Regions from separate parts of the Mus musculus genome. Here regions 2, 3, 4, 5, 6 and 7 are each linked to region 1. Evidence: chromatin contacts called from public Hi-C, Micro-C and promoter capture Hi-C data. All regions are on one chromosome and are shown on one strand. Each heading gives the region's core, a stretch centred on a gene start, on an enhancer-like site or on the middle of the called end of the contact. The rest is flanking DNA. Distances are from core to core; before and after follow the strand shown.

Region 1 (3,784 bases), core at 657-3,156:
TGGCAGAGAGACTGGCGGGAAGGGAGGGGGAAAGCAGGGGTGGGGGGAGGCAAGTGCGGGAAGTGGGGGAGGGCAGGGGCGGGCCAGAAGACCGCGAGAAAACCAGAACCTCACAGAGCACGCCCAAGCCAAACCTCCAAAGTGCTGTGTGGCAGGGTGAAGGGGAAAACTCTGCAGCCTGATCGGATCCGGAGGAAGAAGAAGATATTTTGGCAGGAGGGAAGTCCTTCAAAGGGATCGTTGGAGGTGACGTCCTTGGTGGGCCTCTGTGGGTGCTGCAGGCCATTTTCGATGTGGCAGCCCCCGTCAGCCAGGATAATGATGAGGCAGGTACAATCTATCTAGTATGCAGCCCCCGACTCTCCATCCTCTCTGGCCTCCTTTCGCCCCGCAGCTTCTCTCAGCCTTAACCGGTGGGTGCAATTCTGGCACTCCTGGGTGTGGACCAAACCTATGCATCTCCAAGGAATTTCCAGGTTTTGAACCTGGAACCTTGCTAAAGTACATTGCGAGTTGCTTATCAGACTTTATTAGGAGGCAAGGAAGAGGTGGACTATCAAATCGCCTCTCCTGCTGTGTGTGAGTCAAATGTCCTGACAGGAGGCAACTTGGAGAGTGGCAGAGGTGGGGGCGGGGGGAGGGGGCACTTGGACTTGAGTTCCACCTTGCAAGAATGGGGGAGGGAATGAAGGAGCAATGGTGTACTACTTTCTGGTTCTCCGGTTCCCCTTACCACTAGGATTCCCCCCTCCCCCTTCATTTCTCTTGGACCGCAGTTGAGCAAAATCTAGATGCTCTGACCACTGTAAAATCTGAGAGAATCAGCTCGGATCAAGTGTGTGTGTGTGTGGGGGGGGAATCTAATGAATAGCTAAAATAATCTACAAATAAGACCCTTGCCTCCACCCTGAGATCTTTTCCTCGAATGAATCTAGCGGTTGTGCAAGAGAGCGTCGCTACTTTCGGGGAGTCAGGAAGGGGTGCCTTGCTTGCCCTTTCTTCTGGGCAAATTGTTTTTGTACAAAGCGGCGAGTGCTGGGCAAATGCTCAGCTCCAGGGTCGGCTCCTACCTTGAAAGAAAGGGGTGGAGAAGTTAGGGAGTGTGTAGAACGTGGGGCTTTGGCTCATACCTCTCCTTTTCTTTCACGCACACTCTGCGCACACGCAAACCACCCCTTCCTCGGTTGCTTAGCACTCCCACCCTCACCGTACCTCAGCAACTTAACCTCCCTAGACAGCTTGAACTAACTGTGCCTTGTGAGCTGCCCCCAGGACTGAGGAGTTCGAGGGCAGGCAAGCAACTGTTCATGCGCAGATTCCTGTTGTTGTGAGGGCCTGGGGGGGCTGGGGGGGGGCTTAATAGGGGGTGGAGAGAGATCCAAAGACAGAAGGGTCTGAGGTTTGGAGACAGAGTTTAAGGTTGAGGTTCAAGCTTTCCTGAGCCAAGGGGCAAGAAAGGCCTTCATCTGCCTAGTTAGAAAGAAAGAAAGAAAGAAAGAAAGAAAGAAAGAAAGAAAGGAAGGAAGCCTTAAAAGAAAAAGTTCAAGAATAAGACAGATCGAAGATATTTACGTGTAAAATATAATGATAAATCAAACGTTTTTTGTTGGCTCCTTCTCCCCATCTCTAAAAGGGAAGGTCAAAAGAGGGGATAATGAAGAGTAGGCTATTTTGAGAGGGCTTATTTGTTGTTTGTTCGTTCGTTTGTTTTCCTTTGAAGTGGACTAGGAGAAATGACTAGGTCTTCCCATTGGTCTCGAGAGCAAACTCCAAAATGCCAGGGAGCGGGCCTGCAAGTCACTGCGGGCGGGGCTAGGGGGCTTGGCGCGGAAGGGGTTAAGGCGCTGAGCGCGGAGCCATCTGGCCGGGTTGGCTGGTTATAACCGCTCAGATTATGTTCACGGGACTCAGAGTTGAAGGCTCCTCTCCTTACCCAGCAGCTCCGCGCACCGCCCCGCGAGATAGCCCGGCGCAACTTTCTTCCCTCTTTCTTTCTTCCCCTCGTTTTTTCCCACCGCTGGGTAGTGGCTGCGGCAGGGGTGGGCGAGACTGAATGACCGAACTCGAGTCCACCTTTCTCTTCATGTCGACGTCCCTGGAAATAGTCACACGGATGCCATGGTTACTTCTGCCACGGTAAGGGGACGTGGCGGGCACGTTGGGTGGGCAGGTCCCGGAGGGGGTGGGGGAATCGCGTGGGGGAGATTTTCTTGGGGATCCGCGTGGGGGGCCCCAATTCTGCACCCAGCCCCACCCCCATCGCGCAACACGCTAACTTTTCGGTTCTTGTGCCTTCCCCAAAGTTTGAGCTCGAATCTGCCCAGGCCTAGGCGCAATTACCACCACCCTCCTTCCACATGCATGCACACTTGTGCGCGCGTGGATATGGCTCTCCTCCTCCTCCTCCTCCTCCTCCTCCTCCTCTTTTCTCTAGTCCCCTGGCTGCTCAAGAAACCGCCCTCAGTCTGGGAAAGTGATCAGGTTTAACAAACCTGCATTGGGAAGGGAAGGAGGTGGAGGCGAGGGAAAATGGGGACCACGAAAAGGCAAGAAAGGGATTCTGGACATCACCATCCTACTCCACCTCATGCATACACACCTCCGACCCTCCTATCTGGTTCCCCCAGAAGACTCCCGCGCATCCTATAATAAAAGCGGGTAGCAGACAAAAATGGGGCTTGGAAGAGACCAGGATCCCGGCTTGTGCCCTGCACCCCGCTGGCCACCGGGCAACGTTCATCAGCTCCAACACACAGCCCGGCAGGGCGTGGGCTGGGGGAGGGGCTGCAAAGCTCAGGACCCGCACCGTCACTTCTCAGGTTGGGGGGAGTTGGGACTTAAGCCCAACAGTGCGTATCTGCGTTGTTGTCCCACATAAAGCTTTTTCTCTGAGAGGGTCCCTAGCTCTGGGCTACTCTGGCCAGCGCCAACCCAATGGCTTCCCACCCTGGGTCTTCGCGCAGATGTTGGAGCTAGCGCTCAGCCTGTGGGTCTGGGACCCGGCCATGGAACGGTGGGTACCGGGGTGGGGCCATCGGTAGGGATTTGGTGCCAGTTTCTCGGAGTCCTTTTTAGGGTTCCCACCCCCGCCCCAAGAGGTAGTATGGGAAGGGTCCAGAACATCAGAGACCCTCAGAGTTAGGTCGGAGTTAAAAGAACACATAGCAAACTGGACTGTTTCCTGCTGCCACCAAGGCGCTCTGCACAGTGGTGGATACTTCTAATGAAATTTGGCACTCTTGAAGGTGTGGAATGGGAGGGCTGGGGAGGACTTTTTTCCTTGTCGCTTTCGGGAGTGAGTGGGTGTGCATCCAAGAGGCGCTACTGCTTTGCGCAATTTTGGCGTTCTTCCGCGGCGTTCAGATGCACCTTCCTGGGACTCCAGCACCGAATGGTGTGGACACAGTTGATTAGAGAGGTCGCAGGCGGGAACTGGAATCGAGGCTCCCGTATTCCAGGTCTGGGAAGCACCCACCGGATTGACCCCGACCTCTGGCGGCCGGCGGGTAGCAGGTTGAGAGTCTGAGTGGCGGCTGCTCTAGGACGCGGTCCCAGCCAGAGCAGGCGGCTTGCTAGCTAGTGAGCTGGAGCCCCTGAGCCGGGACTTGTTTATGAGTGTGAAGAGGTTGGGGGCGGGGACCTGCTGGGGGAGGGGAAGGGAGACTGTAAGGGTGGGTGTTACTCGCAGAGTCTGAGGCTGGAAGTTCTGTGGGTTTAAGGAGTGTGTTGACAAACCTGCTTTTCAGTAAAGTGATGTCTTTCCACTACAAACCAGCGGCCGAGG
Region 2 (3,784 bases), core at 916-3,415, 990 kb before region 1:
CCCCCCCCGCCGCCCAGCTTCTCTGTTGAGGTAGATGAATACCTCAGTACAGCTCTGACGCCCCGTACTTTGTGCCCCTCTGCAGGAGCAGTGTCAGATCTGCTCCTTGGAGGTGGCCCTGGGGAAATTTTGAGTAATTGCTTTATGGGGTCATAAAGCATAAATTCATATATCTGTGCAGGATAACACCGAGACCTCTATTCGGGAAACCCATCTTGATTAAACCCCACAGGTGATGGACAGAGTGCACTAGACAAGCGTCACCTTGGGCGCAGGACGGTTCCGTCTTAAGTTCGCAACTTGAGTTTTTCAATGAGTTCTCCCCCACCCACCTCCGAAAGCTAATGGCTTCCATTGCAATTACACATTTTCCTCGCCCGCCCCTTCCCTCCCCTTTCTTTACATGCAGTAGATTGGATACTAATTCCCGCTGCCATTGATAGGGTCCGAGGAGCCCAGGCCCCTGTGCGGGCCTAGCCCGCCCGGGTCCCCGCTCTCCCTCCGCCCTTCCCGGGCTTCCTTTTGATGTAGCGGAGAAGGCTTCCTACTTTAAAAAAAAAAAGTAATCTGCCCGGTAACAATCAGCGCGCAGTAGCAGGAGCCCCAGAGCTATTGGCTATGCAAATAGAGGGAGGGGAGACGGCGCCCCAAACTCATACTCACCCTTTTAAAGTGATATCCCCTCCCCCCGCCCACCCCTTCCGCCCCACCCTCGTTTAAAGGGGCTGGCCCAGGGCTGGAGTTAATCGCTTGCACCTCGGCTTTATTGCCTCCCCTCCCGGGCCTTTCCGAGAGCCCACGGGTGGTGCTCCCACAGCGTGCCACCCCCTCCCCCCCCCAGCCTCAGCCTCCGCTAGCCTTAAGCGTCCCTGATCATCCCCCCTTCTTAAGGAAGGAGGGACTCAGTGCCCCCCCCCGTGTGCCCAGAGAGGTGCAACCCACGCCATGCTATCTGCACGTGCCAGCGTGGCCACCATGCGGGGGCCAGTGGTTCCTCGCCCCTTCCTCCCTCCTTTAATATAGTTAAAGGCAGGGTGGGAGCAGGAAGGAGGTGAGGAAACGCCAACGTGTCCCCCTCTACCAACAGCCTTGACCACAGGATGCTTTAGAGCACATGTCAGAGCCGACCCCAAAATCCTGGCGGAAGGATGAGGCGCGAGACCCCACGGGGTCGGGGATTGAGGGGTGCAGGACTCAGGAGCCCCCGGGGAAAGGAAGGGTGGCCTTGCTGGCGCAGGGAGAGCCAAACCTAAACCCTCCCTCTCCCCCTCCCTGGCCCCTCCCGAGCCATTTCCTAGAAAGCTGTATCAATGTGGCCACGCTCCGCGCAGACACCTAGGGCGGCTTGTCAGCAGATGCAGGGGCGAGGAAGCGGGTTTTTCCTGCGTGGCCGAGGCCCGCGGAGGAACCGCTGCTAGCCCTGCCCCCGGTCTGGGGCCGCTCTGAGAGGCTGGCCGCGTTGCCCAATGGCGCCCCCAAGAACAGAAAGGTTTCTGCAGGAGGGTCATATTCTACTAGGCTTAAGAAGCACCCCTTTCTCCAACATCCACCCCTTCCTCCTCTTCCTCTCCACGCACGTGGCTCGGGGCGGACAACAGCTTGAAAGTTATCAGGAGTCTAAGCTTGAGGGGCATAACCTTTATCCCTGGTTTGGCGAGGTTGCAATTTTCTCAAATAAGCCTTTCCTTGTTCCTCATTTAGGGGTCTACTTCTAAGTTATCTGAACTCATCCACATGGTAAATCTATCTACCTGAATCTTGAATAATGGGCTGTTTTTCTGATCACATTGCAAGCCTCCGAAGTTAGAGAGCACACACGTACACACCCTTTATGCCCCCATGGTATGCCTACAGAATGTCAGAAAGGATAATCAATAGGAATCCATGGGGTTTGTGGGTTCCCCTATCCGAGGCCCCTAGCATGCGGGGCTGGATGGGGAGAGGGCCTCGGAGAAGTAGGGAGAGGGGTTGGGGGTGGGGAGCGGGGATCGTGTTTGAAGTTTGGTCAGGCCAGCTGCTGTGCTCCTTAATAACAAGAGGGAAGGGGGGGGGGAGAGGGAGGGAAAGATTGAAAGGAGGGGAGGGACGCTAGAGGAGGGGAGGAAAGGGGGAGGAGGAACCTGAGAGGGGGAGGAGATCTAACTGCCCTTCCAGCTTGCGTCACTGCCTGAGCGAGAGAGGAGAGCGAGCTGAGGAGAGCCGGGCAGTTCGGAGGGAAGGACCGGTGCGAGTCAGGCGGCCCTTGAGGCTCCGCTCGCCCACCTTCCACTCTTCTCTCTCTCTCTCCCTCTCTCTCTTTGCCATTTCTTTCCTCTCCCAAATCTCCCATTCAGCCAAAGGAAGGAGGTAAGGGAAGCACTCCCCGACCCCCCCGCACCTCCAAAAAATAATAATAATAAAAAAAATTTACAGTCGGGACCGAGTGGTGGCCGGCTGGCTATGGAGCTGCTGTGCTGCGAGGTGGACCCGGTCCGCAGGGCCGTGCCGGACCGCAACCTGCTGGAAGACCGCGTTCTGCAGAACCTGTTGACCATCGAGGAGCGCTACCTCCCGCAGTGTTCCTATTTCAAGTGCGTGCAGAAGGACATCCAACCGTACATGCGCAGGATGGTGGCCACCTGGATGCTAGAGGTAGGTGTGCGGGCGACGCTCTCAGGGAGAGGCAAGCCCAGCCGCTCCATCCCTACCTCCAACACGCAGAGATCCTAAAAACTGCGGGAGAACTACCCCTGCGCTGGCCTCCCCCGCTCGTGCGCGAGGTAGCCCCGCACCCTTGGGCGAGACGCTAATTCTGTCCCTTGCTAGATTAACTAGTGGAGGAAAACTTGGGTGAGTGAGGATGTCCTCCCCCCCCCGGGGGGTTGGCATCCCGCGCGTGTGCCTGCATGTGGCTTCCTCGTCTTCCCATCTCCATTTCTGACCTGTGGTGTGGAAGCAACCCCGGCTGCCTTCAGTGAGGCCCCAGAGGGTGTTGCGACCTAACAATCCATACCAACATATAAAGAGCCCCCCCCCGCCCCCGACTCTCAGGGTTGGGGCAAACCGTCTGAGCCTTAGGACTCCGCGTTGGCACTTTGGCAGGAGGTGGGGGTGGGGGAGAAACAGGGAATTCAGGAGAGCCCCGGAAGTCATACTGAAAAAAACGTGCGTTTAGGGCAATCTGAAAGAACCGCTGCTTTAGCCTTGCTTGCAATCTTTGCCGAGAGAGCAGGGTGCCCACGTATGCACAGCTCTGGACCTGCCGTGGTTTCGCCATGTTGCTTTGCAAACTCCATTTACAAGGACTGGCAACATTCGCCGGCGCCCCCACCCCCTCTCAGCACCCCATGATCCTGGGCACCCTCTTTCTGATCGTGCCCTCTTCCCCAGCCCTCGGTTCACCAAGGTTACTTACAGTTTGGCTGCTTCTTGAGCGCGCAGATTTGGGTGGGGTAGGAAGCGGGGGAGGAGGTGTGTAGAGCAGGCTAGGGGGCACCCCCAAATGAGAGGTCAGAGTCCCGCATGCCTCCTGGAGGGGGGTTCCCTGGTTTCGTCTCACCCAACCCCCAGCAGGCACAGCCTTCCTAGCTACTGCCCTTGTGGGCCGCAGCCGAACACTCCGCAAGTTTCCCCCACTGAGATCTAGAGCCCCTGGGGTGGAGATACCGACCTTACGGACACCCGAAACCTCTTTTCCAGGGAGCCTGGGACCTCTCTGGGGTTTTCAGGCCCACAGAGCGTTTCTAGGATTTTCCCTCGATTTTTAATAATTTTTTGAAACTGCTCCCCCCTGCTCCGACTCCAA
Region 3 (3,784 bases), core at 503-3,002, 880 kb after region 1:
CTTGAGCCCACAAGTTCCCGAGTTAACGGAATCACACACACTATAGAGTAAGGTAACTAAATCTCAAGAAAGTGGTTTTAAAAATCATGTTTGACACATGAAAACTGTCGAATTATCCACACAGACCCAGCAGATCAAAGGCAAGTTGAACCAGCAGAGTATAGAAAGTGTGTAGCAGATTCGGCCGTCACAATACCCAGGAGCTGAAGGCTCAAGGAGACTGTAACTGTCTTCCCCCACTGTACTCTAATGAAGTGAAAAGTCTGCAGCTGGTGGCAAGCACAATAAACCATGAGCCAGGTGCTTCTCTTCAACCAAACCTCCCTTTCCTCCTGGGATCCCAGAGGAGACAGAATCCTAACAAAGCCAGCAGGCTGTCTCATGCCATTGCTCATTTGCAGGTATCGAGGTTGCCTTCTATATGCTGAATCTGGCATACATGAAGGAATATATTCATTCACGGGATATGGATATAAATTTCCTGGGTTTCAAATGCCTAGCGACCAAATCAGATCCCCAACAATAAGACTGCATCAAGAAGATTCTGTTCCAAAAAATGTTTATTGCAGAATTTTTTTAAAAAAAAATCATGTTTGATTCTAGTTATAAAACAAGTCATAAATGTATGCACGCCAGGATGAAAGACAGCTGAAATGTGTTTCTCTAGAGACATGCGTGGTTGTTGGTGTTCTATTTTATTGCTGCCTTTCCCACATGTTCTACTCTGAATGTGTTAATCTCATAATCAGAAAAAAATGTTTCTTGTAAACACAGCACTGGGGATTAGAGTTGTAGCTGGGTTTGGTAGAGTGCTGGCTAAGCATCTCTGAAGCCATGAGTGTGTCCCCAGCTTGTGATGCAGATCCGCAGTCCCAGGACTCAGAGGGTGGAGATTAGAGGGTCAGAAGGATCAAATCCATTCTTGATTACAGGGGAAATCAAGACCAGGGTGGGATACATGAGACTCTGCCCAAACAAACAAACAAACAAAAACACCATGGCACAGCCTACAATTCATTATGTGCAGTTCGATATCCTGAGGAAAGATAGGTATGTTGACTAATTTATGTTTCCTCCAAATTGCAGATTGAAGGTCTGGTTGCCACCAGGCATGGCACACATCTATAGCCCCAGCTCTGAGGTAGCCTGAGACAGAGTTTCAACTTCTGCCAGCCCGGGCTACAAGCTTTGGAGGCCAGCCAGGGCTGCATACCCAAATCCTTTCAAAACCTTCTCCGAGTAAATAATGTCGGAATAGGCAACTGCTCACACAGACTTCCAAAACAGCTCTGGGTCCCAACGCAAGACTTGGCAGATGGTCTCTGGAGAAGCACGACCTGGTGGCCTCCAAAGCGAGGGAGGCTGAACAGCTTTTCTGCCCCAAGTGAGGTAAGGCTGTGTGAGGTGAGGCGAAAGGAGGAAAGGCGAGGACAGAGGTACGGATAGTGTGCAGGGCTGCTAGGGCATCCCTCCATCGCCGATGCGCAGATAACATACGCAGATAAGCAAGACCTGAGCGCCCCACTTGTTCCATGCTAAGTTGGATGTCGGGGACGCGCAGACACACCTCCCCCCACCCCCCATTTTCAGATGCTCCTCAATGCTTGTCCCCCTCCAGCCACTCCAGAGCCTTCCCGCCAAAGCCACATCCAATCAGAAAGTGCCAGCACTGCAACTTGAGCCACATCCAATCATTAGTGGGATGTGGAGCCTAAGGCCGCCCCTAAGGCGCTCTGGGCCAATGAGCCCCGGCCTGGACTCCACATCCGTCCTGGACTGTTGAGCGCGCAGACCAGAGGCGGTTGAGGACCAGTGGTGAGGAACGGCCGAGGCGGCGTCTGAGCGGGTCTCCGGAGTTCAGCATGGTGAGAGCGGCCGGGGTGGTGGGAGCAGTCCCAGGCCGGGGTGGTTGGCCTCGGGGCCTCTGGGGGGGTCGGCCCCACGGGAGGTTGACCTCCGTCTCCTCTGAGGCTAGGGCTTCCTCGCAACCCCAGCTCCTGTGAGGGTGGGCGTTGGCAGAGCAGCCCAGGAGCCCGCAGTCTCCTCTAGACTCCTCACCATGCAAGTGCGTGTGAATGAGATGCTCGGCTTCTTAGCACCTGTGAAGCTCCAGGATGCTGGGATGCAGTTCCAGCCCGGAGTCCCAGCCCCGCGGAGGCTGATGAAAGAGGCGCAAGAGTTCGCGGCCAGCCTCAGTCTCGTGGGCCTCCAGCCTTAAGAAAAAAAGCAACAAAAGAAGGTGGCAGATAGGTTTCTGGAGAGGGAACTTTTGTTTTGTTTACTGGTACCAGTGGCCTTGAGTGCGAGAACCAGTGATGGCTTGGGTTCCAGAAGATCCTAGAAGCCACCAGGCTTTCTGGTCTAATGTTCGTCCACCTAGGAAAGTGAAAGTTACTGAGTCCAAAGAGCCTGTGCTCGGGTCTCGAGCTTACTATGATTGGGAAATGCCGTAGAGCCCCTGGTAGGCCTGCCCTCTCTGCCTCCACTCCGTCAAGATCACAGGCCACCAGCTCCACCAAGCTTGCCAAAGAACTTTTATATAAGTTTTGTGGCTACTGCTGTTTTTCTTATTTCATGGTTTATAAGTGGGATCCATTGTTGGTATTAGAAAGTACATTTGAGGTGTGTGCTGGCGCATGCCACAGTCCCAAGCAGGACATTTGGATTTCAAGATTAGTCTGAGTACATTTGAAGCTAGCATGGACTACAAAAACTTGTCCTAAGGGAAGAATAAAATAAGGCTGAGAACCTAATTTATTAGATTTTTTTTTCTTTGAAATCGCTGTGCATGTATGTCTCTGCAAAGTATGTGCTCCTGAGTGCAGTTTCCCAGAGAGGCCAGAAGAGGGTGTGGAAGACCCAGGAGCTGGAGTCAGGCCGTGGCGAGCCTGATAACTGAGCCCTGATCCTCTGCAAGACAGCTCTCCTACCCACCACACAAACTCTCCGGCCCCAGGCAGAGGACTTCTTAGATACTTGTGTTCACATACGATCTGGGTCTAAACAGCCAGAACTTGTCTTTGTTTCTCTGATGGGCTCTCGTCATCTGAGCTGGCCTCAAACGCCTCTTATTACCTCAGCTCCTCATTGAGCTGGCTACTGTCATGGACCCCCCCACACCGAGCTTGATCGTTTTTTTTTTTTTTTCTTTAAAACTTTTTTCTTGTTGCAGGGGCAGTGTCGTCCCATTACTTTGTTCTCAGGGCACAGTCCTTGATAGGCATGGGATTTGGCAACAGGCTCTATCTAGTTTGCTTTCTGTTGCTGCGATAAAACACTGACCAAATCAACTCCAGGCAGGATGTATTTGACTGCCGTTAGGAACCTGACCAGGAACTGAAGGAGACCATGGAGGAATCCGCAAACCGGCTTACTCAGCCGGCTTTCTTAACTAGCCCAGGCCTTACACTGCCCTCTGTGGGTTGGGCCCACCCACGTGGGTCATTAATCAAGAAAATACCCACAGACATTCTTGTTCCCTCTCCCCACGTGACCAGAACTAATTAGCACGATGTTTTTGCATACACTTTTTTCAAATTAACCCTCAGAAACTTAAGTTACCTGCAGATTCAGTAGAATCTTACTATTTGCCTCAAAAAAAAAAAAAATCTGCTTCATTGAAGAATCTTAGTGATTTTTTTTTCTTTTGGGGGGTTCTGTTTACTTCTGAGACATAGAAACCTTGCTGAGCCTTAAGAACGAGATAAGGAAAAAACGAGATAAGGGACTATATTTGCTTTATTTTTTATTGCATTCATTGGCATGAGTGGCTGCCAGTGGAGAT
Region 4 (3,784 bases), core at 893-3,392, 850 kb after region 1:
CAGAGCTTGGGAGGCAGAGGAAGGCAGATCTCTGAGTTCAAGCCCAGCCCAGACTACAGAGGGAGTTCCAGGTTAGCCAGAGCTACACAGAGAAACCTTGTCTTGGGGGGAGAATGATGTGAAAAAAAAAGACAGGTCACAAGTGAAAGCTAAGTAAGACAACATGGAGGCTCCTAATTCTCTCTCTCTCTCTCTCTCTCTCTCTCTCTTTCTCTCTCTCTGAATAGTACATGTGAATTTTCCCTAATAAAACATTAAAAAAAAAAAAAAGAAATAGTGAAATGTATCTAGGGCCGCTCCCCACCCACCCGTTCCTTTATGCTGTTAAGAGATCCAAGTGAGTCAAGCCCCTGCCCCAACTCCCTGAGCCCAGAAGGAAGAGAAATCAGAGGTCTGCTATTCAGTATCTCTACCACTGCCAGGGAACCTGGGACAATTGAGACAGACAGGTACCAGCAGAGTGGAGCTGCTGGGCCAGCACCCAGGGAGGGGACAGCACAGAGTGACTATCAAGAGCCCAGGCAGCAGTTAAGAGCATCAACTGCTCTTCTGAAGGTCCTGAGTTCAATTCCCAGCAACCACGTGGTGGCTCATAACCACCACTAAGGAGATCTGACTCCCTCTTCTGGAGTGTCTGATGATAGCTACAGTGTACTTACATATAATAATAAATAAATCTTTTTTTTAAAAAAAGTATACACTTAAAAAAAAAAAGCCCAGGCAAGTTCCCCCCCACCCCGCCCCGCTCTGTTCCCCCCTCTCCCCAGGTCTTCTCTAAAACTCAATCCCTTGCCAGCATTTCGAGGCTCCACCGAAAGCCTGTCTGGATATCTGATCCACCATGGAAAAGGTCAGTTCTCAGGTGAGCTATTGCAAGAGAAGGCTTTCCCTCATTCCAAATGAGAGTCCAACCCCACCCCCCACCCCCGAGTCACAAGGGAGGCAGGACAGATGTTGCCATGGGCTGGGATCTGAAAATCAGATCTGGACTGCAGTTAAGTTCTTCCAGAGTGGCTAAGCGGTGTGGACAGCCTTCATTTACACAACGAATATGTACCTGGCCAGTGGCATAAGCCAGATCATGCTAGACTCCGTGAGCCTAGACTAAATAGCCAAACCAGGCCACGGGCCAGCCAATAGCCTAGTAAGGAGCACAGGGCAGACATTAGGGTTCCTTGGGGGCTCCATGGCTGTTTTCTTAATAGAAATTTAGAGGGGTGTGTGTGTGAAGGGGGCTGGGGGGGGGGGTTGGGAATCAGTAGACGTGGGAAAAAGGGGTGTCACATACTTCCAGCAGCTCTGGGCTATTAATGGCAGGAAGAAAAGGCCCACCAGGCTTAACGATCTTGGAACCCTGTGCACCGCTGCCTGGCACCCTGGGCAGGTCTTCTCTAGAAAGTAAGGTACCTACACTGGCTGGGCTCTCAGGTCCCTCGGTTTAAGAGAGTTATAGGCTTATGTGCACACACGCTGGAACTAGGCTACCCAGCCCCAGCCCAGAAGCCCCCACTCACCAGGACCTGGGTTTACACACGCCCACCCTTCCGTGAGAGAGGTCCCAGAGGAGAGGACAGATTCAGGGCCAGCTGAACTCTCTCCAGTGTCTTGTGGTGTGCGCCCTGGTGTGTGGCGTGGGTGGGCTTGTTACTGTGGAAGCTTCTTTTTAAAAAGTCACAGAGTGGAGCAGGCCCTCAGTCTCTGCCAAGTGGGATGCCTGGCCAGACGCTGGCTGCATCTGCTAACCACCTCTGGGTATCCTGGCTGGGTGCACTGTCAATCCCTGGCGCCTCCTCTTTGCAAATCTGACACCCAGCTGTCCACAGCTCTCTGCCTCAACGTCCACGGCAGGTCAACCAAGTCAGCTCTGCCTCGGGCTCTCGGAGGTGGGCCTGACTGATGGCTAGCCACTGTCTCTGCTGCCCCCCTTTCGGCCAGCAAGCGATCCTAATCCGCAATCCCCTCTGAGAGCCAGGCTTCCGAAGAAAGGTGGAGGCCGGGTTCCGGGCCTGCAGCTCTCACGTGCTTTCCCGGCCACCCCCTCCCGCCCTGCGTCGAGGCGGCCAAGCCTGTTCCTCTTCCCCCCCCCCGTCGCGATTGCGACAGGCCGGCCTCTGCTCCCAGGGCTCCCTGCCCCCGCCCCCGGCCGGCTCGCTCCACTCCCACTTCCTGAGCCCGGCGCTGGAGCCCTGGAGGCCAGGCCCGGCCGCTCCCGGCCCCCGGGGGCACGTCGGCCCAGCCGCCAGGCTTGGGAAGTCGTGGCCAACGCTGCTCAGGACGTCCGGGCTTCCCACCTTCCTCCTAGGACTCCACCCGGTCTGGTCAGCCGAGCCGAAAGGCCGCCATGCGCCTGCCCCGGGCCTCCTCTCCCTGCGGCCTGGCCTGGGGGCCACTCCTGCTGGGACTCAGCGGGCTTCTGGTGGCCTCTCAGCCCCAGCTGGTGAGGGAGGGGCTAGGTGGGATGGACCAGGTTTCTCTCTAGCCCTTCTGCCCTCCAGAGCTGACCCTGCCTCATTCTTCTCTTTCTCCGCCTCCTCTGGAAGGTGCCCCCTTATCGCATAGAAAACCAGACTTGCTGGGACCAGGACAAGGAATACTACGAGCCCATGCACGACGTCTGCTGCTCCCGCTGTCCCCCAGGTGAGAACAGTGGCTCCAAGTGGCTTGGGTGGTAGAGGTGAGCCAGAATGAGCCAGCACTGCTAAAACTAGCCAGGAAGGAGAGTCTACGAAGCATTAGCATTGTCCCACGGACACTGAGATTTGAAGAGGTAGCGGCATGTAGCCATGAAGACAGGATGGGGACAAAGAGACCAAGGAGAGGCTCCGAGGCATGCAGCAAGCAGAGGCAGCGGACGCAGAGATGGACTTCTTGTCTCCTGATAACCCTCTTTCCCCATTCGCCTCATAGGCGAGTTTGTCTTTGCGGTATGCAGCCGCAGCCAAGACACGGTTTGCAAGACTTGCCCCCATAATTCCTATAATGAACACTGGAACCATCTCTCCACCTGCCAGCTGTGCCGCCCCTGTGACATTGGTAAGTGGGGACTCATCTGGATCTGCATGATGGGTACGACTGGGAGGGCCAGCTCCTCTCTGACTCTTCCCTCTCCCTGACAGTGCTGGGCTTTGAGGAGGTTGCCCCTTGCACCAGCGATCGGAAAGCCGAGTGCCGCTGTCAGCCGGGGATGTCCTGTGTGTATCTGGACAATGAGTGTGTGCACTGTGAGGAGGAGCGGCTTGTACTCTGCCAGCCTGGCACAGAAGCCGAGGTCACAGGTCAGAGGTCACTGAGGGCAGCCAGTAAAGGGAGGCTGGGCATCAAGGGCAAGGAACGTGATACTGTGCGCATGGTGCTTCTCCCCACTGGTACTGTGAGTGTGGTACCTCTGCCCACTGGGAGAACCATAAAGAATCTATCAGTCCTTGAAAAAGGCTCACAGGAGGGGGTCTGCCAAGACATGAACTGGTATGAGGAGCTTAGAAGGTAGCTCCCTCCTGTCAGCCCTGGGGAAGCTTGGGCAAAACGGCAGGCTGCAAAGCCAAGCTTGGGAAAGGTAGCAACTACAGAGCAGAATGGTTGGCAAAGAGGGGACGTAAAGGAAGGCCACCGAGTCCTCACACTTACCCACTCACCCCCACTGGCCTGCCTTTCTTTTGCCAGATGAAATTATGGATACTGACGTCAACTGTGTCCCCTGTAAGCCGGGACACTTCCAGAACACTTCCTCCCCTCGAGCCCGCTGTCAACCCCATACCAGGTGAGAGGGCCCTTCCCCCACTCACCT
Region 5 (3,784 bases), core at 956-3,455, 820 kb after region 1:
GCAAAGGCCATTAAGCAAGAAGACAGTTGGCATATAGCCCACCCTCCTCCCCCAGTTCTGCCTCTGGGATAGTACATCACCAAGGCCTTGGAACGTCTTTTCCTCCAGAGTATTCTAAAGTCATTTCCACTCCTGTACTGAAACTTTTTAAAAATAGCAAAGTCTTCTTGGCCTTGCCACATCCCTGCCACGGCCATCACTGCCTCATGACCTCAGCACCTCGTCCTACCTGAACACCTCACAGGCACTGTGCTCTGTACTGATAAGGCAGTGGCCAGCCCCATGTAGACTTCAGTAGCCTTCCGTGTGCCTTGTCTTCAGGATCTGCTTCTGTTCACGGTGCCCCCACCCTCACCTGGGCCTCCACAACTGGCTCAGCCTCTCTCCTCTACCTAGCTGGGCCACTGCACTCTGACAGTTATTGTGACATCTACCGTCACAATGAGTAGTGACGTGAGTAGTGACGAGTATCACTGCTAGAGATGAGAAGAGAGAAGCCAAGCTGAGTCCTTTCTGTTTGTGGCATACTTCTTACTCCCCTTTGGGATCATTCACCTAATCTGAATTGGACCTAGCAGGGAAGGAAATGAATAAATATTTAACACAAATCCATCTACTCAATCTTAATAACAACTATGAGGTACTGATCATTGTAGACATTTTGGAAATAAAAGAAACAAAAAGCGGGGGAGTCACATCACATGCCTGCGTTCATGAGGGTAAGGGTGCTGGGCTGAGCCCTAAATCCAGGTGATCTACCCCTAAAGAGAAAAGAATTAAGTGGGTGGGGGAGTTGGAGAACAGCCAGAGGGGCAGCCTTGACAAGTCTCCCAGGAGAGACTGGGAGACAGGACAGGACCAGGAGAAGGGAGGTGACACCCAGGCAGGGTTCTAGGACCACTGCTTTAGAATGGTGTGTAGAGAAAGGGAAGGGAATAGACACAAAGGAGCCACCCCCACCCCCCCACCCCACCCCCGCAAGGAGGCTCTGGAGACTGACCAGAAGAGAATGAGGAGTGAAAGGGGAGGGAGAAAAAGGCAGGTCTCAGGGATAACGCTGGGCCAGGGAGAGGCAGGACCCAGAGAACACTGCGCCGATGGTACAGCCCACCCAGACAGCCAGGGAGCCCCCAGGATCTACACAGAATAATTATGGACACACAGAAATCAAGAGAACATGAACACTAGGCCGAGGCCAGAGAAAAGTACATTTTCCAGTGACGAAAACAAGCTGCTACCAACTTCCCCAATTGGAACTGTGGAATTGGAAACCGTGAGACTGACTTTTGGGTCTGTGGGGAGGGAGCAGGAGGATACATGGCCTAGATAAAGAGGTATTAGCTACTTAAGGAGGGTCACGCCAGGAGGGACCTCTTGTCTGGAAGCAGAAATGGAGGCGGCAGAAGGTCAGAGGCTGTCTCAGGGAGAAGTCTGGGACCGGAAGGCTGCCCAGCTTTGTCCAGTTTCGGGTCCACTCCCAAGCACGCTTTCCCAAACTCGTCCCGCCAAAGCGGTTCTCCTAGCACCCAGTCTTCCAACACCCTGCCCCACGCTGTTCAACCTCGGCCAGAGAAAGAAGGCTTCTCCGTCTAACTCCACTGGCCGAGCAGCTGGCCTGACCACAGCCCAACACGGGCCAGGACCTTGACTGTCAGGGGCCCAGGCTTGCCAGCTTGGCTTGCCAGATTCTCTCCCTCTCAGATTTCTCCCTTCCACATCTCAGGGCAGCCCCAGGTGAGGCACAGCAAACCTGGCGTCAAACTAAAGCACAGAAGCCCCTGCCCCCATCTCTACCCCTAGTACAAGCCCACTCCTGCCCGGCGCCTCGCTAGCAACCCACCCTCCCCTCCAGTCTCCCATCTCACCAGTGACAGCAGCAGGCCAGGCACGGTGGGGAGACCCATGTCCGGCCGGCAGTGGCCTCTCACTCCCCCATTGGGGCTGGGGACAGGGCAGCAATTGACAACGCTCGTGAATGAAGTAAGATGATCGGACCAGGTGGCCCGGGCGATGGCAGCCTGGGCCTCGAGTTCGAGAAGCTGAAAGTCAGAGGCAGATAGAGATCAGGGTACGGTCCTCCAGGACCTCGCACCCAGTAGGCCCGATCATGAGCCAGAGTTCGGAAAACTCGGAGAAAATTTAAGCTGAGGGGAGAGAGAAGGTAGGAGGGGAAGGGAGAGTGGCGGGGGTGGTGTTGCAAGAGCGGGACCGGAAGAGCCTGGGGAGAGGCGAGGGAGGAGGAGGGAGGGAACTAGGAGGAGTGAGGAGAGGGCCAAGGTTCTTTAACGCTTTGTAGCCCGGGTCCCGTAGCTTGGCGCCCCAAACCCACTTAACACCACTTAAGAGCTTGAGAGTCCACAGAATTCCAGTTCGGACTCCTTTGCTTTTGAAGTGGGTGAGCTTAGACCGGTGGACTAACCCCTCTAAGCCTGTTGTCAATTTCACGGAAGGAAGCCAGCCCACCTATCTCACGGGACGGCAGGCGGGAGTTATTAGGGGGAGGGCAATATCTGATGCTCGCCCGCCGAGAACTCCTTTGCTTCGCGCTCTCCCTCCCTCTGAGTTCCCTCTAATCGCACTTTCTTGGACGTTTACCCAGTCAGCCCAAACCGGGAGGGAAATCAAATGTTCTTTTCTACCCTGCCTGGGTCCTGACCCAAGGTCACTCCCACTGACTCTCATCTGTGTCTTCCAGACAAGTCCCTCAGCTGCCCACCATGGCTCGGTCACCAACGGTGGGGCACGGGTGAGGGGGTGTCAGGCAGCACCCTCTCCTAAGCCTTGGTTGTCTCCCCAGTTGTTAATTTGGAGTGAAAAGTGCCTGCCCTGACATAGCAAAGAGAAGCCATGAGAATTCAGGCTTCTGTAAAGGGCTCCCAGGGCCCCCTTTCCAACCTGTGTGAAATAGGGTTTCATTTAGCCCAAGCCGGCTGGCCTCAAACTCACTGTCTAGCTGAGGCTGGCCTTGTACTTCTCATCCTCCCACCTCCTACCTGCTGAGACTACAGGTGTGCACCACCACACCCAGCTCTAGATATCCTGATGCATCCGTTGGGACTGACCTCAAAGATAGTTATACCACAGTCTGTAGCTTTAGGGGTGAGGAAAAAGCCACGGGACTCTGCACACTGGGAGGCTGATCTCGGAGAATCAGGATGCCAGCCGAGCTCCTACTGCAAGGCCCACAGTTCTCTCTGTCCTTTTGAGTAAGACCTTACCTTCTGATAGCATCCCTTACTAGGGATGGCTGCCTCCTGCCATCCCCATTTGGGCAGGTCTTCAGTGCAATGGAACCCTGTAACACCCGGACACTATTCACTCGAGTGCCCTTGAGACTCAATGACCTTCTTTATGCATGCCAGTTCAACCAACCTGCGGTCCTTTAAAAGCAGCTGAGACTTTGAGACTTGGAGGGAAAACCCAGGAATAGGGGCATAGGGCTTGGGGACTTGGAACCAGAGCTCCTGGCCCTTCTCCCTGTGAGCTACCCTGACTTCCAACCTCCAGTATCCTAACCCTGCTGTCTCCTCTCCTCTGTGACCCTGAAGGCAGAGCGGAAGACCAGCTGGAGGTGTCCCTGCTGCTGGAAGCTCACCCCCCTCTATCAGACTGGCCAGTTTTCAATGGGAGCAAGCCAGGAAAAAGAAATGGTGTGTGTGGGTATGTGGTCGGGGGTGGAGGTGGGGCTTCCCCAGCATAGATGAGGCCTTAAGTTTATCCCCAGCACACACACACACACACACACACACACACATACACACACACACACACAAATAGACACAAA
Region 6 (3,784 bases), core at 512-3,011, 800 kb after region 1:
ATCAGGGTACAAATAACAGAAGCAAGCATGCCAAAGACAGCAGCAGGGAACGGCCATGCTGTCTGTCCCAGCAGGCTGCTGGAAAAGCAGTGGTGCTAAGGGAGCTTAGGGGGGAGAAACCGGTGCATCAGAGCAGACAACAAAGCAGGAAGAAGGGAATTACAGTGCAAAGACCCAGAAATAGGAAACAGTCCTGGGTGCTGAGAGAGGCACCCCATCTCTCACTTTATAGGAAGGGACCAGGACTGGATCAAGGTCATACAAACCTTTAGAGCTCAGTAGGAACCATGTTCTCTTTCCCTCCCACTGCCACTGTGTGTGTGTGTGTGTGTGGTGTATGCATATGATTGTGTGTATGTATTATGTGTGGTGTATGCATATGACTATGTGTGTTGTGTGTGTATATGACGTATGCATATAACTGCATTGTTATATATGTGTATGTATTATGTCGTGGTGTATGCATATGACTGTGTGGGTGTATTATGTGTATGGTTTATGTATATGACTGTGTGTATACTATGTGTGTATATATTATGCATATGGCCGTGTGTGTATTATGTGTGGTGTATGCACACGATTGTGTGTGTGTGTATTATGTGTGTGGGTGTACGGACATGACTGTGTGGGTGTGTGCACTCAAGTGTGCGTGTGTGTAGAACTGAGCAGGTTGTTTGCTTGGCATTGTTAGGGTGAGAAGTAGAAGGGTGGATGCAGCAGAAGCTGAGTTCAGGAGGTGGTACCACAGGATCATGCCCGGCTCTAAGGGCCACGCAGGAACTTGAACTTTGACCTGTAGACAACGTGGAGCCAGTGGAGGCAGACTTAAGTGATACAAGTAGGAGCTTAAAAGAGAGAGAGACATCAGTAAAGCTACATCTGTTACTATCAGTTCAGAGGCTATAGAAAAACAGAGGCTGGGCTAGGGTGTAGCTCAGTGAGCGCGCGTGCTTAGCTTGCACGAGACCCTGGAGCTGACTGAGCCATGGTTCCACACAAACAAAGCAAAGCATCCAGAAACAGGGTCCCTCACAAATTTGGAGGCCACAAGTTCAAAATGCAGGATTGACAGAACTGAGCTTCCTGCCCAGGTTCTAGGGGGGCATCTGTGTTTCAGCTACCAATGGCTTCTGTGGCCCTTAACTTGGAGCAGCAACTCCTGGCCCCTCCCCCGCATCTCTGGCTTTCCCCTCTGTATGCTGGTGTCCAGATTCTCCTCCCTTTCTTATGAAGATGCCAGACGCCTGCTTTAGAATCCACATGGAATGTCTGAGGTCTTCACCTTAGGTCCTTTCACATCTTCAAAGACCCGGTTCCCAACTAAAGTCACATTTATGGTTTCTGGGGATTGGGTTTCGGACCCGGCTTTCTCCAGGCAAACCCACGGTGGGAGCAGAGTGGCAAAGAGCTGGAGATTTGCCTTAGACTCTTTGTCTTGCTTGTTGGCAGAGCCGAGGATCAAACCCAGCATCTTTGCTACCCTGGGAAAGTGCGTATCCCTGCACTCCACCCCAGCCCCAGGAAGGAATGTGCACACTTATTTACTTGTTTATTTATTTGTGGGTGGGCGCGTGTATGTGCATGGGCATCACCACACCTGTAAACTTTGCTTTTCCACACCAACCTCTCAAGTGTCTCCTCTTCCTTTGGCTCCCAGTCTTAGAACAAGCCTTCTGCCACATTCTCACTTGGAACTTCTGAGAACCAGTCAAACCTGCTTGTGTTCATATGCAAAATAACAGCCCCTGATAGGCTCTGCAGCGTGACAAATGGGGAGTCATTTCTCCTCTGTGATCAAATTTGCAGTGAGGTTCCCAGCCACTCAAAGCCTGAAACACTGCAACACACACACACACACACACACACACACACACACACACACACACACGCATGCACATGCTCACACAGGGTGAGAGTTTCTCTTAGTTTTTCTTCTGCCCAGAGCTCAGACTTTTTCTTCTTCCCCTTGCAGAAATGTTAGTGAGGCAGCTTCCTTGAGGTGGCTTATGCTTTAACAAAAAATGAGCTTGCGGGTGGGGGTGGGGAGACTTAGTGGCTGGGAGGAGGAAAAGGAACTGAGAACCCTCAGAGGAAGAGGCCAAAAGATGAAATTGGGGCCAATTAAACAAAAGCAAGACTTGAGAGCAGCCCAGAGCCTACGCTGTGCTCTTGGCAAGTTACTAGCCCTTCTAAGCCTGGCCCTCATCTGGGGAAGTACAGTGATAGCCCACAAGCCAGTGAGTGGCTTGGCCTGAGGCTCTGTGCGTCCTGGGAGCGCTACAAGTGTGGGTCATTGTGACACAAGGGGGTGAGCTAGTTGAACACTCCTATAATCCCAGCACACAGAAAGCTGAGGCAGAAGGATTGTGAGTTCAGGGCTAGCCTGGGCTATACAGCAAGTTCTGGATCTGAGCTGCATAGAAAGACCCAGTCTCAGAGAAACAAAGAAGAGAAAGGAGGAGGAAGAAAGGAGAAGAGAGAAGAGGAAAGAGAAGAGGAGAAGGAAGAGGAGGAGGAGGGGGAGGAGGGGGAGGAGGGGGAGGAAGAGGAAGAGGAGCCCTCCCTCCCTCCCACTCTAGCTTTCTTTCCATTACTCCTCACCTTGGCTCTCCTCACCTTGGCTCTCCTCCTGCTGTAGCAGAGAAGATCCCCCTGCTGTAGCTTTTGAGGCAGCTGGAAGCCCTGGGCTCAGCTGCTCAACATCTCCCCCCACCCCAGGGTGGGTTTCCCAAGCTCCTGCCTTTCTTGGGGAGGGACAAGGGCAAGCTTAGTGAAGCCAATACCAGCAGAGATTCTTTAAAGAAGTCCTCTGCTCATCCTTTCCCTCCACACTAACCCATCCTCAGCAGCCATCACAAAGTCAAACTTGGGGCATGGGGGGGGGGAGAGGGCAAAGGGCGTGGCTTCTCCTCACAGCAGGCTGTGCAGCCCACCACCCTTCTGCTCCTACCTTTCTCAACTTCACACTGAGCAGAAAGATGAAGCCCAGAGAAGAGAAAAGGGAGGAGACACAGGAACTGGCCCCCTAGTGCTAGTTTCCTGCTCTCAACCTCGGCTCTGGTTCAGTGACTGGGAAGCCAGGGAAAGGAGAGTTGGAACAACTGTCCACTTGATACCATTTTCCTATGCCTGCCCAACCCTCCTCCAACATGTCTGGTTCTGACCCAGCCGCCCTTGTGCTCCTACCAAAGCTTTGGAGAAGCCCAGGAAGCCCCAGGGCTGCTGGTTCACACTCTCCCAGCTTCTGAGAAAGGACAAACATGGAGCCATCAGCTAACCTGGCATCAGTCACAAGAGAGCGTTGTATGGGGTGAGGGAACACTTGAGGTCTCTGCTCTATGCCAGATGCAGCACCTTAGCTGCCACTGTGGTGGGGACGCCTAGGAAGGAGGTGAAAGACTCCAACCACAGCCACTCTTTCTTTTCCTTTTCTCTTCTCTTCTCTTCTCTTCTCTTCTCTTCTCTTCTCTTCTCTTCTCTTCTCTTCTCTTCTCTTCTCTTCTCTTCTCTTCTTCCCTTCCCTTCCCTTTCCCTTCCTTCCTTCCTTTCTTCCTTCCTTTCCTTCCTTCTTTCTTTCTTTTCTTCCTTTCCTTTTTTCTTTCTTTCTAACAGATTGGTTGATTATGTACACAGTGTTCTGCTCACATGTATGACTGTCCACCAGAAGAGGGCACCAAGATCTCATTATAGATGGTCACGGGCCACCATGTGGCTGCTGGGAATTGAATTTGGGACCTTTTGAAGGGCAGCCAGAGCTCTTAACCTCTGAGCCATCTCTCCAGCC
Region 7 (3,784 bases), core at 915-3,414, 740 kb after region 1:
TTCTCTTTTCTTCTTTTTCCTCCTTCCCCCTCCTCCTCTTCTACCCTTCCTCCTCCACCCCTCCTCATCTTGTCCTCCTCCTCCACCCCTCCTCATCTCCTCCTCCTCCTCCACCCCTCCTCATCTCCTCCTCCTCCTCCTCCACCCCTCCTCATCTCCTCCTCCTCCACCCCTCATCTCCTCCTCCACCCCTTCTCATCTCCTCCTCCTCCTCCACCCCTCCTCATCTCCTCCTCCTCCTCCACCCCTCCTCATCTCCTCCTCCTCCTCCTCCACCCCTCCTCATCTCCTCCTCCTCCTCCACCCCTCCTCATCTCCTCCTCCTCCACCCCTCCTCATCTCCTCCTCCACCCCTCCTCATCTCCTCCTCCACCCCTCCTCATCTCCTCCTCCTCCACCCCTCCTCATCTCCTCCTCCTCCACCCCTCTTCATCTCCTCCTCCTCCACCCCTCCTCATCTCCTCCTCCTCCACCCCTCCTCATCTCCTCCTCCTCCTCCACCCCTCCTCATCTCCTCCTCCTCCACCCCTCCTCATCTCCTCCTCCTCCACCCCTCCTCATCTCCTCCTCCTCCTCCACCCCTCCTCATCTCCTCCTCCTCCACCCCTCCTCATCTCCTCCTCCTCCACCCCTCCTCATCTCCTCCTCCTCCTCCACCCCTCCTCATCTCCTCCTCCTCCTCCTCCCCTTCCCCTCCCCCCTTCCCCCCCTCCAAACAAAGTCTCATGTATCCTGGGTGGACTTTCAGCTCAGCACATAGCTGAGAAGAGTCCTGAACTCCTGATGTTGTGGGGTATCCACCAGAGAAGACTGCCTGGGCATGGGTTTAAGCCAATAGAATCTTCATTAGCTGGCACATGGCTACACAGGCATTCAGGATCCCATAGTGTAGCCCCAAGTCTCTGTCGGGGTGAGCTTTTAAGCACACACACACACACACACACACACACACACACACACACACACACACTTGTCCTGGGTTGACACACTTCAGTTAGCAAGAACAGTTAGCCAGAAGCAGAACTACAGCCACCCAAAAGCCGGGTGAGCACATTTAGAGACGTTCCCATGACTATGGACTTTGATGGATTAGGTCTTTGTTTACGGTTTTGGCAGGTGATGCTGTCTACGTGCTGAGTGAATGGCTCTTCCAATATGGAGTCAGTTATGCTACAGTCTGGAGCCTGTTACACTGGCCCTCCTGATTCTACCACCCAATTGCTTGGTTTACAGACAGACATCACACCCACTCAAAAGTTACTCTCTGAGCTCAGACTTCCTCAGCTACCATATGGGAACAATAATAGTACGTATGCCCCAGTGTCCTGTGAAAACTGTCTGAGATAATTAATTCCTGTAGAGCCACTGGGACAACAGCTAGTTTACAGGAGGTGCCCTGTAAAGTACATGTGTATACATGCACAGAGATCTATATGATTCATGTATTTTAATTATAACTTTCTATCTAAAAGTATACATATATAATAATATGGACATTACTATATATATACAATGTTAGGTGTTCTGTGCTAGACATTACTTCCAAGTTCCTCTTGAGTGGGAGGCCGATAGCTCCTGGGCATCTGGGAGTTACCTCTTCCCAGGGATGGTGACTCATTGGGAGGCCCTCCCAGAATCAACCAAATCTTCCAATTTACCATCCACACTGGCTGAGCTAGTCTCAAGCCCTGTTCTAAATCTGTAGCTAGAAGCCAAGGGAAAGGGCTAGGGGCATGGGAGCGCGGGGGTGGGGGTGGGGGGGTGGGGGTGGGGGTGGGGTGTCTGTTCTTTCTGACTTTAAGCAGAGGGAGAACACTCTTGGGGATCCAGAGGAACTGGCCAGGCTCCATGGCTCCCCAAGTGGAGAATAGTGGCAAATTTTCCTCCGTGATGTCCCTCCTGCTGCCCAGTCCTAGCACATCCCATGCCAGCCCCGGGGCCCTGAAGCCCTGGAACTTGGGCAGGGAAGCAATCCCTGGCCCTGTGGAGAGAGGGGTCACACGCCCGCGGGAAGCCCACCACTCCAGAGGGCTGGCCATATTGCCCCCAGGCAGCAAGGAAGGCCTGAGCTCCTGCAGAGCTGCAGGTCCATACCAGAGGGTGACTCGGGCGGGAGCCCGCGGGCAGGGCGCGGCCGAGCGGGCAGCAGGACCCAATGGACGCCGGAAGCCTCGGAGGCTGACTCATCCTCCTGCCTCCGACAGTCACCGCAGCTTCCACGGCCACACAGAGCGCCCCAAAGGGGATGCGCCCCCTGGAGGCCACATCAGAAAGCGCAACCTGGGACCCTGGTTCCAAGTTAGATCTCTATTTAGATAAATTTGAGGTTCAAAGGAAGGAGGCAAGCACAAACACTTCCTTATCAGTTGGTTTTCATCTCTTTCGAGCCCTCTGTGGAGGCGTGACACCAAATATGAGCATGTGAGCACCTAGTAGGCTCACAATTCGGGCGCAAGTGGATTGCTGGCCTGGTCCCAACCTAATGCAGCCTAATTGTCACCCCTCAGACTCATTTCTCCTTTTGGTCTTAAGACAGCAGAGAATTCATTGACAAACCAGTGACACCCCCCCCCCCCAGCTGATGAAAATGGACAACGTTTACCCAATACCATTGTGCAGAGAGTTTGCATACGTTATTTAATGCCCTTAATCTCTAAAGGAAGTAGATATTATTACCCTGCCTGTTTTCAGGAACTAAATGAAGATTTAAGCGATGGCACTACCGCTATTTGTAGTTTGTTTCTTGGTTTATGGTGGATTTTTTTATGTTATTGTTGTTGTTATTTTTGAGACAGGGTTTCTCTGTGTGACAGCCCTGCTGAAATGGAACTTGCTTTGTAGACCAGGCTGGCCTTGAACTCACAGAGATCACAGTGCTGGGTAAAGGAGTGAGTCACCATGCCCAGTACACACTCAGTTGTGTAAGCAACACTTTCATTTAATTCCACAATAATGTGGAGTGTAGGGATCATTTCCCACGGACAGGTCAGCTAACAGGAAATGAAGGTTCGTTTCTCAAGGTCTTACAGCTCCAATTCTCAGATATAAATCCCTCATTTCTTTCCAACTCCGTGGTCCCCTCCATTCCATCCCACCTCGGCCCTCCCTTGAGGAATAAAAGTGACTCACTCAACCCCACCTGTAGGCTCCAGCAGCTATGAGTCACTAACCCACCCTTTGGGTAGCAGTGACATCCATAACAAACCTAAGCACCTCCCACTTCCCTAGCCCCACCCCCTCCACCCACCCCACTGGCCCCTAGGAAGCGAGAGGCTGGTGAGTGGTTTCTGGTTTCCCACACACTGTCTTTTCAGTGCCCAGGAGGGTGACTGTCTTGAGATTCAATGACCGGTTTGAGCTCCTGTACACGCAAGGAGCCCAGATGTCCTAAACAACCGTCGTAGGCATAGCGGGGAAACCTATGATCGCACCACCACAGAGTAGCCTGAGGCAGGATTGCAGATGCTAAAGCAGCATAAACTACACAGCAAAGAGCCTGGATTACTGAGCTTGCCTGCAGGAGAAAAGAGCTTCAAACCTGATGCGACCGCCCCATGCCGCATCTCTGGGGCGAGAGAGGACTTCAGGAAGGGGTCTGTTAGCGTTCTGTCTAAGCTCCGCCCCACAGTTACCTGTCAATAGCCAGGTAGGCCTGACCCACTGCTTGCCCCTTTCTCCCTCCTTGTTCCTCTCTTGCTACCTTGTTCTTCCCTTCCCCATCTCTCCATGTGCTCATGGCCAGCCTCTACTCTTCTATTCTCCCTCTCTCTGCCTTTCTCTGCCT

Evidence for each region. Promoter capture Hi-C pulls out the DNA fragments that hold promoters and counts their contacts. A called contact is a pair of places that touch in the nucleus more often than the background predicts.
Region 2: a contact with region 1 is called in a Micro-C map of embryonic stem cells, with 6 times the contacts expected there. The contact joins the promoter of Ccnd2 here to the promoter of Ntf3 in region 1. A contact is called at or near these places in 2 of 39 promoter capture datasets (both in embryonic stem cells), 3 of 484 Hi-C or Micro-C datasets (all in embryonic stem cells) and 3 of 115 datasets of contacts at active chromatin or transcription factors (all in embryonic stem cells).
Region 3: a contact with region 1 is called in a promoter capture Hi-C map of embryonic stem cells, with 5 times the contacts expected there. The contact joins the promoter of Tuba3a here to the promoter of Ntf3 in region 1. A contact is called at or near these places in 5 of 39 promoter capture datasets (the 3T3-L1 cell line, embryonic stem cells, hippocampal neurons and 1 more), 3 of 484 Hi-C or Micro-C datasets (embryonic stem cells and palatal mesenchyme) and 1 of 9 other capture datasets (embryonic stem cells).
Region 4: a promoter capture Hi-C map of stem cell-derived epiblast-like cells shows a contact between it and region 1, with 2.5 times the contacts expected there. The contact joins the promoter of Ltbr here to the promoter of Ntf3 in region 1. A contact is called at or near these places in 10 of 39 promoter capture datasets (the 3T3-L1 cell line, cranial neural crest, embryonic stem cells and 5 more) and 1 of 115 datasets of contacts at active chromatin or transcription factors (embryonic stem cells).
Region 5: a contact with region 1 is called in a promoter capture Hi-C map of hippocampal neurons, with 3 times the contacts expected there. The contact joins the promoter of Tnfrsf1a here to the promoter of Ntf3 in region 1. A contact is called at or near these places in 6 of 39 promoter capture datasets (the 3T3-L1 cell line, cranial neural crest, embryonic stem cells and 3 more), 3 of 484 Hi-C or Micro-C datasets (all in embryonic stem cells), 2 of 115 datasets of contacts at active chromatin or transcription factors (both in embryonic stem cells) and 1 of 9 other capture datasets (embryonic stem cells).
Region 6: a contact with region 1 is called in a promoter capture Hi-C map of embryonic stem cells, with 5 times the contacts expected there. The contact joins the enhancer-like site here to the promoter of Ntf3 in region 1. A contact is called at or near these places in 2 of 39 promoter capture datasets (both in embryonic stem cells), 2 of 484 Hi-C or Micro-C datasets (both in embryonic stem cells), 3 of 115 datasets of contacts at active chromatin or transcription factors (embryonic stem cells and forebrain) and 1 of 9 other capture datasets (embryonic stem cells).
Region 7: a contact with region 1 is called in a Hi-C map of cortical neurons, with 5 times the contacts expected there. The contact joins the enhancer-like site here to the promoter of Ntf3 in region 1. A contact is called at or near these places in 4 of 39 promoter capture datasets (embryonic stem cells, hippocampal neurons, liver and 1 more), 15 of 484 Hi-C or Micro-C datasets (adipose-derived mesenchymal stem cells, cerebellum, cerebral cortex and 8 more) and 13 of 115 datasets of contacts at active chromatin or transcription factors (astrocytes, craniofacial prominence, embryonic basal ganglia and 8 more).

What each region holds. Positions count from the first base shown.
Region 1 is chr6:126,163,082-126,166,865 of GRCm38.p6, reverse strand. Ntf3 (neurotrophin 3) reads left to right here and starts at 1,906. Exons shown (of 2, transcript NM_001164035.1): 1 at 1,906-2,136. The coding sequence starts at 2,119.
Region 2 is chr6:127,149,429-127,153,212 of GRCm38.p6, reverse strand. Ccnd2 (cyclin D2) reads left to right here and starts at 2,165. Exons shown (of 5, transcript NM_009829.3): 1 at 2,165-2,631. The coding sequence starts at 2,440. It overlaps 9330179D12Rik (RIKEN cDNA 9330179D12 gene), which reads right to left. Exons shown (of 3, transcript NR_040274.1): 1 at 3,650-3,784.
Region 3 is chr6:125,284,049-125,287,832 of GRCm38.p6, reverse strand. It overlaps Tuba3a (tubulin, alpha 3A), which reads left to right and starts at 1,752. Exons shown (of 5, transcript NM_009446.3): 1 at 1,752-1,865. The coding sequence starts at 1,863.
Region 4 is chr6:125,312,243-125,316,026 of GRCm38.p6, reverse strand. It overlaps Ltbr (lymphotoxin B receptor), which reads left to right and starts at 2,142. Exons shown (of 10, transcript NM_010736.4): 1 at 2,142-2,437; 2 at 2,541-2,637; 3 at 2,908-3,033; 4 at 3,117-3,275; 5 at 3,661-3,757. The coding sequence starts at 2,342. It also overlaps a transcript of Scnn1a not described here.
Region 5 is chr6:125,348,144-125,351,927 of GRCm38.p6, reverse strand. Tnfrsf1a (tumor necrosis factor receptor superfamily, member 1a) reads right to left here and starts at 2,205. Exons shown (of 10, transcript NM_011609.4): 1 at 1,866-2,205. The coding sequence starts at 1,904.
Region 6 is chr6:125,366,233-125,370,016 of GRCm38.p6, reverse strand. The region is part of intron 14 of Plekhg6 (pleckstrin homology domain containing, family G (with RhoGef domain) member 6); the gene reads left to right. Among named protein-coding and RNA genes, the nearest start is that of Gm52918, 4.4 kb to the left of the region's middle. Within about 2 kb of position 1,761, at least 111 of the 459 cell types and tissues checked have an H3K27ac peak or open chromatin away from gene starts, as enhancers often do. A contact at or near this core is called in embryonic stem cells, where this site is marked.
Region 7 is chr6:125,424,976-125,428,759 of GRCm38.p6, reverse strand. No RefSeq gene overlaps it. Among named protein-coding and RNA genes, the nearest start is that of Gm32673, 4.1 kb to the left of the region's middle. Within about 2 kb of position 2,164, at least 357 of the 459 cell types and tissues checked have an H3K27ac peak or open chromatin away from gene starts, as enhancers often do. A contact at or near this core is called in adipose-derived mesenchymal stem cells, astrocytes, cerebellum and 18 more, where this site is marked.